Linked DNA regions of Pan troglodytes: region 2 is linked to region 1. A link is a contact called in public Hi-C data. All regions are on one chromosome and are shown on one strand. The core of a region is the stretch at or near the end of the contact, and the rest is flanking DNA. Distances in the headings are between cores, read along the strand shown.

Region 1 (4,152 bases), core at 931-3,430:
TAAGCCTGTTGATGAGTCTTTCTAGTCTTCTTCATGTTGAAATGTCTTATTAATAAGCCTGAAAGCAATGACTTATCTAGCTAGCAATTACGCCTATTTAATACTCGGGAAAAGGAAAATTTAAACAATGTAAAGAAGGATAAATTCTACATCAACTGAAAAAAGCTAGTATGTAGGGAAGATGTGATACCTCTCATTTCTCATCTACATAGGACTTGCTCTTTCCCGCGGCCCTCTCAAACCCTGTGCTCTGGATGCTTTCTTCTCAAGACTGCCCCAGGAAAACATTTTTTTGTGAATCTTCAGTTTTAATACCTCCAAACTTCAATTTGTCTTTTCAGTACTTGGAAAGGGCCACAGTACAAGAGACTGAAGTCTGACCCCTTCATACCTACCGCCCTCAGTTTGCCACTGGTGCCACCAAGAGGCTGCTTTGGGTTCTGCCATCCCTCTCCCCTCAGAATGTGCCTTGGCCGTCCCATGGGTCCTAGTGCAGTTTATAAAGCTTTTGTATAGGTTTTATCACAGAAAATTGAGTCAAATGTGATTTAAATTAAATGTGATCACTATATAGTAAGCCACTAATATCATTTGCTACAAGTCATAGTTGTTGGAATATTACCCATTGAGCATTGATTTCACCTATTTAATGTGTTTTCACTCATACCCTCAAACTTAGGGCAGGATAGTGTTCACCAGATGAATCTGTTTTTTGGAACTGTTGCTATTATTCTAATCAGGCAACTGATACGTTTTATGGAAAACATCTATTTGGTTAACTGATGTCTGAAGTGACAAATAATAGTGAGCTGACCTTTGTCCTACAATCTCCTAAAAAGAGCAGCATCTCTACCTGGTGTTAGCTCTGGGGAAAAGGGCATGTTGCTTCTGTTGAAAGCAGCCTCAAAGGCGTCCTGTGTTTTTATAGTCGCTCCTCTGGCCTGTGCCGGGAAGGTATGGCTGCAGAGCACTGTGAATGAGTTCACCTGTCGTCAGGGAACCCCAAGAGTGCTGCAGTGCCAGCAATACAGGAATCAGGGATTTGGAGCACTTGGCAAAAGCATGCTAGTGTTCTCAGACGGGTGAACTAATTTGGAAGACAACAAGTTCATACTACCAGTCTGTCTGTCCCCCCAATTGAAAATAGTTTCTTTTTCTCCATTTTTTCTTGATGGAAGGGGTGTCCTTCTGATGGATTTTTCTATCTGGCAGTAAATCTTTGTGTTGGGTCCTCTTTAACTGTGCAGTTCTTTTTATTTCAGACTAATAATAGGGAGAGAGAGAGAGAAAACGATAACATCTCACTATCTGTGAAAATAACTAAATATAGCCCATTGTTTTAACAAATCTTTCCAGAGTATCTTCCGTGTGTCGAGACCTGTGGGAAAACGCTTGCTGTCTGGGGGAGAGAGGCATATAAATACATTATTACAGTGAAATCATTGCTATTAAGGAAAAAAACATTACTAGTAATGTGGGAACACAAAACTGTCAGGGTAAGTCAGGAAAGGCTGCCTGGAAGAGGTGACATTTGAATCCACAACAGACTCTTAGGTAACTATGCCATCCACAGGCTCTCGCACTAACTGTGGAAGCTTGAGTCTGCTAAATTTTGTCTGTACAAAATGACATTGTTTTTATTTTTAGTAAAAAGCTTTTACAAAGGAAGAGGAGTTAATTGAATGTACTTCTTCACTCTCTCTAAAGCATTCTTGCATATACCTCCATATAGCTAAGTGATCAGGGTCAGTTAATTTTTCAGTCATTTTTGAAATAAAATCTAAAATGCCCTCTGTGCAATATGGAAAAGGTTCTTGACAAGGAATGTAAATAACTTAAAGAATCTGCTTAAGTGGAATGCTTCTTTCTATAGGATCCACATTGGGCTCTTGAAACAGATTCTGATAAAACCGTTTAATGCATTGTTCACGAGTCTTTTTATTTTTTTTATGAAGCTTTTTGCATCGCCATGATGAAGCATTCTCCACGGAGCCCCTCAAAAACAATGGCAGAGGAAGTCCCCTGGCCTTTTATCATGTGCAGAATGTAAGTGACATGGACCTTTTTGCCAAACATATGTTTTTCTGGTACCTTGGCTTTCTCAGCCCAGGAAGGGTGATAAGAAGAGGTACAAGTCACTGGCTGTGCAGGGGGAGAGTAGACAATAGAGGGCGTGGCTAGAGTGGTGAGGTCATCCACAGTGGCCTGAGCAGCAAGCCTTCTTGTCTGTATTACAATGGGCCTAGTGAATGTGGGTTCGTCTGCCAATAAAATCTTCCATCAGTTTGAATGCAATGAGTTGTTTTAGTGTTTCTGTCCTAGAAAAATAAGCATGCTTAATAAGAGTTTTATTAAAGTGAATGCATTGTCCTTTAAACCCTAAGATACTTATGTTGCTCGATTGCAAATAACAAAAAATATCAAATACCTTCTGTAGCTAAATTAAGATTTAGATCTGTTTTCCTTGCAACTGATAGTATAATTAACACATTAATGCCCTTTACAACTGTATTCCAACGTGGAGTAAGAAAACAGACCCTTCCCTCTCTTATGTGAAATTTCATTCAAACTCTATTCCAAAGTCATTATCCTCATCACAATAGCTAATATTCACTGAGAGTTTATTTTGTGTTAGTCACTGTTCTGAGAGTTTTTGTGTAATTTAATCTTTACCTTTATACCATAGATTAAGATAATCCCTGTGTTAGCTGAGATGACTGAAGCATAGAGCAATTAAAGTCACTCATCAGGCTGGGCACAGTGGCTCACACCTGTCCCGGCACTCTGGGAGGCCGAGGCAGGTGGATCACTTGATGTCAGGAGTTTGTGACCAGCCTGGCCAACATGGTGAAATCCCATCTGAGACACGAGAATTGCTTGAACCCAGGATGGGGGGGTTGCAGTGAGTTGAGATTGTGCCACTGCACTCCAGCCTGGGCAAGAAAGCGAGACTCCCATCTCAAAAAAAATAAAAAAGTAATAATAAAAATAAAGTTACTCATCAGTGTTACAAGAGGCAGAGATAGGACTTAAGCTCAGAGAAATGTAGCTCTGGTATTCAGGATATTCACTACTACATGAAACTGTCTCTCATTCTCTTGCTAACCATGTCTGCTATCTAAAGTAAGAGAGGAAAGGAGAACTTCAAAGATGGAACAAGCAAACACAAAATATGCCATCTTCTTTTTCATGTTGGTATAAATATAAGCAAGCATGTATCTGATAAACTTTGATCAGCTGCTGTGCACAAGGATTGTGCCTGACAACTGGGGAATGCAGATGAATCTCAGATGCTCCCAGTGAGCTTCGAATCATGATAGGGGAAATAAAATGCATACATAAACACCAGTCATGCAAAGATGAACATGAGAAAATATTCACTAAATGCAGTGGGAGTGGAGAAAGGGAAAGTTATTTCTATTAATGGAAAGCTATTTTAAATTACTTCTTGTTGGGGAGGATAGTTGGGTGGAGAAAGGGAATAGGAAGCTCCCTGAAGGATGTAGTATAAGCAAGAAAAGGTGTGTCAAACTTGGCATTGTGCCTGGCACATAGGCCATAGTCAGTACATGCATGGATGTGCTGGAAGGGCCTTCCAGGCAGGGTTGCAGCCTGGGCCAGTCCTCGGCACAGCTGAGGAGAGAGCAGGTGAAAGGAGCAGCAGGTGAGTGAGTGAGCCAGAATAGTAAGTGTGGGAAGGACAACAGGGGCCAAGATCAGTTGAGGCAAAGTATGGAAGATCTTGAATACCTGAAGCTGGCGAAAGTTACTTTAGAATTAAAAACAACATAGGGGATCCCCTGTTTTTTGTTGCAAGAGGCCTGCATAGTAAAATACCCAGCAGATACTGGACACTCAGCAGCAGTAAAATTGGGCCAGGCATAGTGGCTCATGCCTGTAATCCAGCACTTTGGGAGCTGAGGCAGAAGGATCAGTTCAGCACATGAGTTCAAGACCAGTCTGGGAAACATAGTGAGATACTGTCTCTACAAAAAATTGTTTTAAATTAGCCAGGCATGGTGGTGCATGTCTGTAGTCCTAGCTACTCCGGAGGCTGAGGCAGGGGGATTGCTTGAGCCCGGGAGGGTGAGGCCGCATGAGCCTTGTTTGCGTGCTACAGAGCAAGACCTTGCCTCAAAAAAAAAACACCCC
Region 2 (4,152 bases), core at 1,129-3,628, 130 kb before region 1:
ACTACGTTTTTGTTTTAAATTTTATTTTATTTTTTGTTGACACAGAGTCTCACTCTATCTCCCAGGCTGGAGTTCAGTGGTAGGATCTCAGCTCACTGCAACTGCCGCCTCGTCCACCTCCCGGGTTCAAGTGATTCTCCTGCCTCAGGTTCCCAAGTAGCTGGTATTACAGGCGTGCCCACCACGCCTGGCTAATTTTTGTATTTTTTAGTAGAGATGGGGTTTTGCCATGTTGGTCAGGCTGGTCTCGAACTCCTGACCTCAAGTGATCCACCCACCTCGGCCTCCCAAAGTGTTGGGATTACTGTTGTGAGCCACCGCGCCTGGTTCTTCACTACGTTTTAGATTCTTTTTAGATTGTGCTCCATTGAGAGCTCAAGCAATACAGCCACCCAGGTTTTTGTAACTCTCCATGGCGCTCACCACAGTACTTACGCAAGGAGGTCCACGCTATGATGAAGTGGTGTCTACTGTTGAATTGATGAGTTCCTCTTTATTAACCTACTATAGTTTCATTTTACTCTTAGCCGTCAGGAAGCTAAGAGCTGAGTTCTGTGCTCAGTGGCAACATATTTCCTTGACTATGGATTTTTAAAATACTGTTTTTCTGGCCGGGCGCGGTGGCTCATTCCTGTAATCCCAGCACTTTGAGAGGCTGAGACAGGTGGATCACCTGAGGTCAGGAGTTCAACACCAACCTGACCAACATAGTGAAACACCGTCTCTACTAAAAATACAAAAATTAGCCGGGCGTGGTGGCAGGCACCTGTAATCCCAGCTACTCGGGAGGCTGAGGCAGGAGAATCGCTTGAACCTGGGAGGCGGAGGTTGCAGAGATTTGACATCGTGCCACTGAGCTCAGCCTGGGCGAGAGTAAAACTCTGTCTCAAAACAAAACAAAAAAATTTTTCTTTCTAGGCATGCCTCTCATTCAAACAGCTTTTAAAAAGTCTCTTGCTTGTTTCATTATTATGAATTTTACGCCTATTTTAAAGCTATACGGTTTCACTGCTGTATGCTTTAGTGTAAGCTATGTCAAATCCTTTTGCAGGTAGGTGGAGTTTAAATTCTATAAAATGAGACGTGATCAATAAAAGCGGATGAAGAGTCTGAGGACTTGAGTGGTGGTGGAGATTTTCCAGAATTATTAGTGTAGAAAATTAATTTCGATGTTTTAGTGCATATGCTTGTACATAATACCTTTTACTCATAATAATACTGTATTTAATTCAGGGGAAGACATGTGATTTTACTTTCAATGTCTGCTAGTAAATAAAAATAATTCACAACCTTATAAAGTAATAGTGCTCGGTCTGGGCCTGATAATTGAATATATTATCACTGAAGATTATATTTTATTAAGTACTGAATTGAACAGTTTCTGAACAATGAGATTTTTCTTTCCAGCTGAATCTAAATCTGATTTTAAAGAAATCACTGCTCGTGCTTTTGTGTCCTCCGGGTTTCTAACTTCCACTCTCCCTCCTTCAAGGGCATCTCCCAGAAGGGGGCTGGGCTCATTAACTCAGGGACGGTGTAAAGCGTTTGTTCCTCTCCTCACAGCCCTTCCGCGGTCTCCCAAGGAGACAAGTGGAATGCCCACCAAGTCATGCTTTTCCATTACTCATTCCGCCTTCTCTCCCGAGGTCGCGCGTGGGAGGTGTTTTGCTCGGGTTCTGTAAGAATAGGCCAGGCAGCTTCCCGCGGGATGCGCTCATCCCTTCTCGGGGTTCCGCTCCCACCGCGCCGCGTTCGGCCGGTTCCGCCTGCGAGATGTTTTCCGACGGACAATGATTCCACTCTCGGCGCCTCCCATGTTGATCCCAGCTCCTCTGCGGGCGTCAGGACCCCTGGGCCCCGCCCCGCTCCACTCAGTCAATCTTTTGTCCCCGTATAAGGCGGATTATCGGGGTGGCTGGGGGCGGCTGATTCCGACGAATGCCCTTGGGGGTCACCCGGGAGGGAACTCCGGGCTCCGGCTTTGGCCAACCCGCACCCCTCGCTGAGCCGGCCCGAGGGCCACCAGGGGGCGCTCGATGTTCCTGCAGCCCCCCGCAGCAGCCCCACTCCCCGGCTCACCCTACGATTGGCTGGCCGCCCCGAGCTCTGTGCTGTGATTGGTCACAGCCCGTGTCCGTCGCGGGCGCCGGGGCGGATACGAGGTGACGCGCTGCGGCCCAGCTCGGGGCGGTGTCCCGCGCCGGCGACTGCGGGCGGAGTTTCGCGAGGGCCGAAGCGGGGCAGTGTGACGGCAGCGGTCCTGGGAGGCGCCCGCGCGCGTCGGAGCAGCTCCCCGTCCTCCGCAGCTGTCACCGCCGGCCGTCGCCGCGCCCTGGCCTCCCGCACTCCTGTCCACCGCCCACCGCCCACCTCCCACCTCCCACCTCGATGCGGTGCCGGGCTGCTGCGTGATGGGGCTGCGGAGCGGCGCCCTGCGGCTCGCGGCGGCCGCTGCTCGCGCTGAGGTGCGTCGGTGCCCGGCCCCCCGCGCCCCCGCGCGCCGCGGCTCCTGTTGACCCGGTCCGCCCGTCGGTCTGCAGCGCGGCTGAGGTAAGGCGGCGGGGCTGGCCGCGGTTGGCGCCGCGGCCGCGGGGTTGGGGAGGGGGCCGCTTCCGCGGGGAGGAGCGGCCGGGCCGGGGTCCGGGCGGGGTCTGAGGGGAGGTAGCGCGGGACGGGCGCCGGGTGCGGGAGCCTCGCCCTCGGGGGAGGGCACCCCTCCCTAGGCCAGCAGCGAGTCCCGGGCCGGCGTCCAGCGGTCGGCTGGGGCCCCCGCAGTGCCCTGCACCGGCCCTCCGTTTCCCCCGCGCTGCCAGGCCGCGGCTGTGCCCAGCGCTCTCCAGAGCCGCCGCTGCCTGGCCGTTCCCTGGGCTCCGCGCACGTTGCAGCCCGGGGGGCGGCTGTGCTTCGTTTGAAGCCATGGTTTCTCATTTTCCCTCTCCCCTTTCCTCCTTTGTGGTGGGCATCGGGCTTCGGCTGGGAATGTGGTTATGCCCTTTGCCAGATGGCGATAGGAAAGGTCATCGCTTGGCGCTGGGGGAGCCGAGGGCTCGAGGCCTGGAAAGAGGGGTGCGATAGGAAGGGAGGGGGCTTGTTGGATGCTGGCCAGGTGTGAGGAAGGCTGGTGTGGTCTCGGCGTTCAGCCGACTGGGATTACTCGGGCAGCCATATTGGGAGGATGATCTGACAAATCCTTTAGGAGCCAAGTCCAGTTGTTGGAAGGCACCGAGTGACAGCCCTGGCAGCTTTCAGGGTGACTGGCCAGACCAGAAGCCAAGTTGTGGGGGTTGGGAGGCTGCTTGAGCAAGCTAGTCATTGTTCATGCAACACAAAACATTCCCGCCCCTAACGCCAGAATGGAGCTTCCAGATCCCTTTTTTTTTTCCTTGATTGCTAAATGAGCTTCCAAGGTAAACTGCCTTCAAGATTCCATTCTTGTTGGGGTGAAATTCCGTGTTTCTCTATTCATCTTCTGCGTCCAGTGCGGGGGCTGTGAAAGGCCTGCTGATGCTTTACATGTGCATAGGCCGATCTGAGAATTGCTAAGGCCACTGTATCAGTATGGAGGCCTCGAGTAGCCGTAGAGCATTGGATGGATAGATTTTCAGAGTCGCTCAACTTGCAGAGAAGAAGTAAACCAGAGTATTCTGATAGTGGGCGAGGCTAGTGGCGGCATTTCTGAGGACGCAGGCTGTCATCTTTGTGGAATCTCGAGGTAGCTGAAATTAGATTGTCAACAGATCCCTTGCTCATATCTCTTACTGCTCTGAGCAGCTGTTCTGCCACCATTGAACATTCCGCTTTGTGTCATGATGTGCCTGTCTGAGCCTGATGAAAGTGTGCTGATGAGATTTGAATAACTCTTAAGAGGTGATATCATGGTGGATATTTTATTTAAAGGCTGGCATTTTGTCTCCTTAGTTTAGTCATAACAAAATCTGGTTCTTATGTTCCTCTAAGAAGTGAGGTGGTGCTTTCTGATTAAGTTGATATGGTTGCTGGATTATAGAGCAAGTGTTGTTAATGTATTGTTTGAAGGTGGAATATGAGAATTGCACATAGGTTGGTATTGTAAAGCAGGTCTGGAGATGATCAATAACCGGGTTCAGCATGAGTCTGTAGATCTGTTCTTTTCTATATCCTAGATGTGGACAG

What was found. A called contact is a pair of places that touch in the nucleus more often than the background predicts.
Region 2: a Hi-C map of stem cell-derived neural progenitor cells shows a contact between it and region 1, with 3 times the contacts expected there. The contact joins the promoter of KIF1B here to the enhancer-like site in region 1. A contact is called at or near these places in 1 of 7 Hi-C or Micro-C datasets (stem cell-derived neural progenitor cells) and 1 of 1 datasets of contacts at active chromatin or transcription factors (stem cell-derived excitatory neurons).

The regions. Positions count from the first base shown.
Region 1 is chr1:221,657,204-221,661,355 of NHGRI_mPanTro3-v2.0_pri, reverse strand. KIF1B (kinesin family member 1B) reads left to right here. Exons shown (of 47, transcript NM_001374455.1): 30 at 1,956-2,046. Among named protein-coding and RNA genes, the nearest start is that of PGD, 60 kb to the right of the region's middle. Within about 2 kb of position 2,180, at least 8 of the 24 cell types and tissues checked have an H3K27ac peak or open chromatin away from gene starts, as enhancers often do. A contact at or near this core is called in stem cell-derived neural progenitor cells, where this site is marked.
Region 2 is chr1:221,786,872-221,791,023 of NHGRI_mPanTro3-v2.0_pri, reverse strand. It overlaps KIF1B (kinesin family member 1B), which reads left to right and starts at 2,378. Exons shown (of 47, transcript NM_001374455.1): 1 at 2,378-2,550.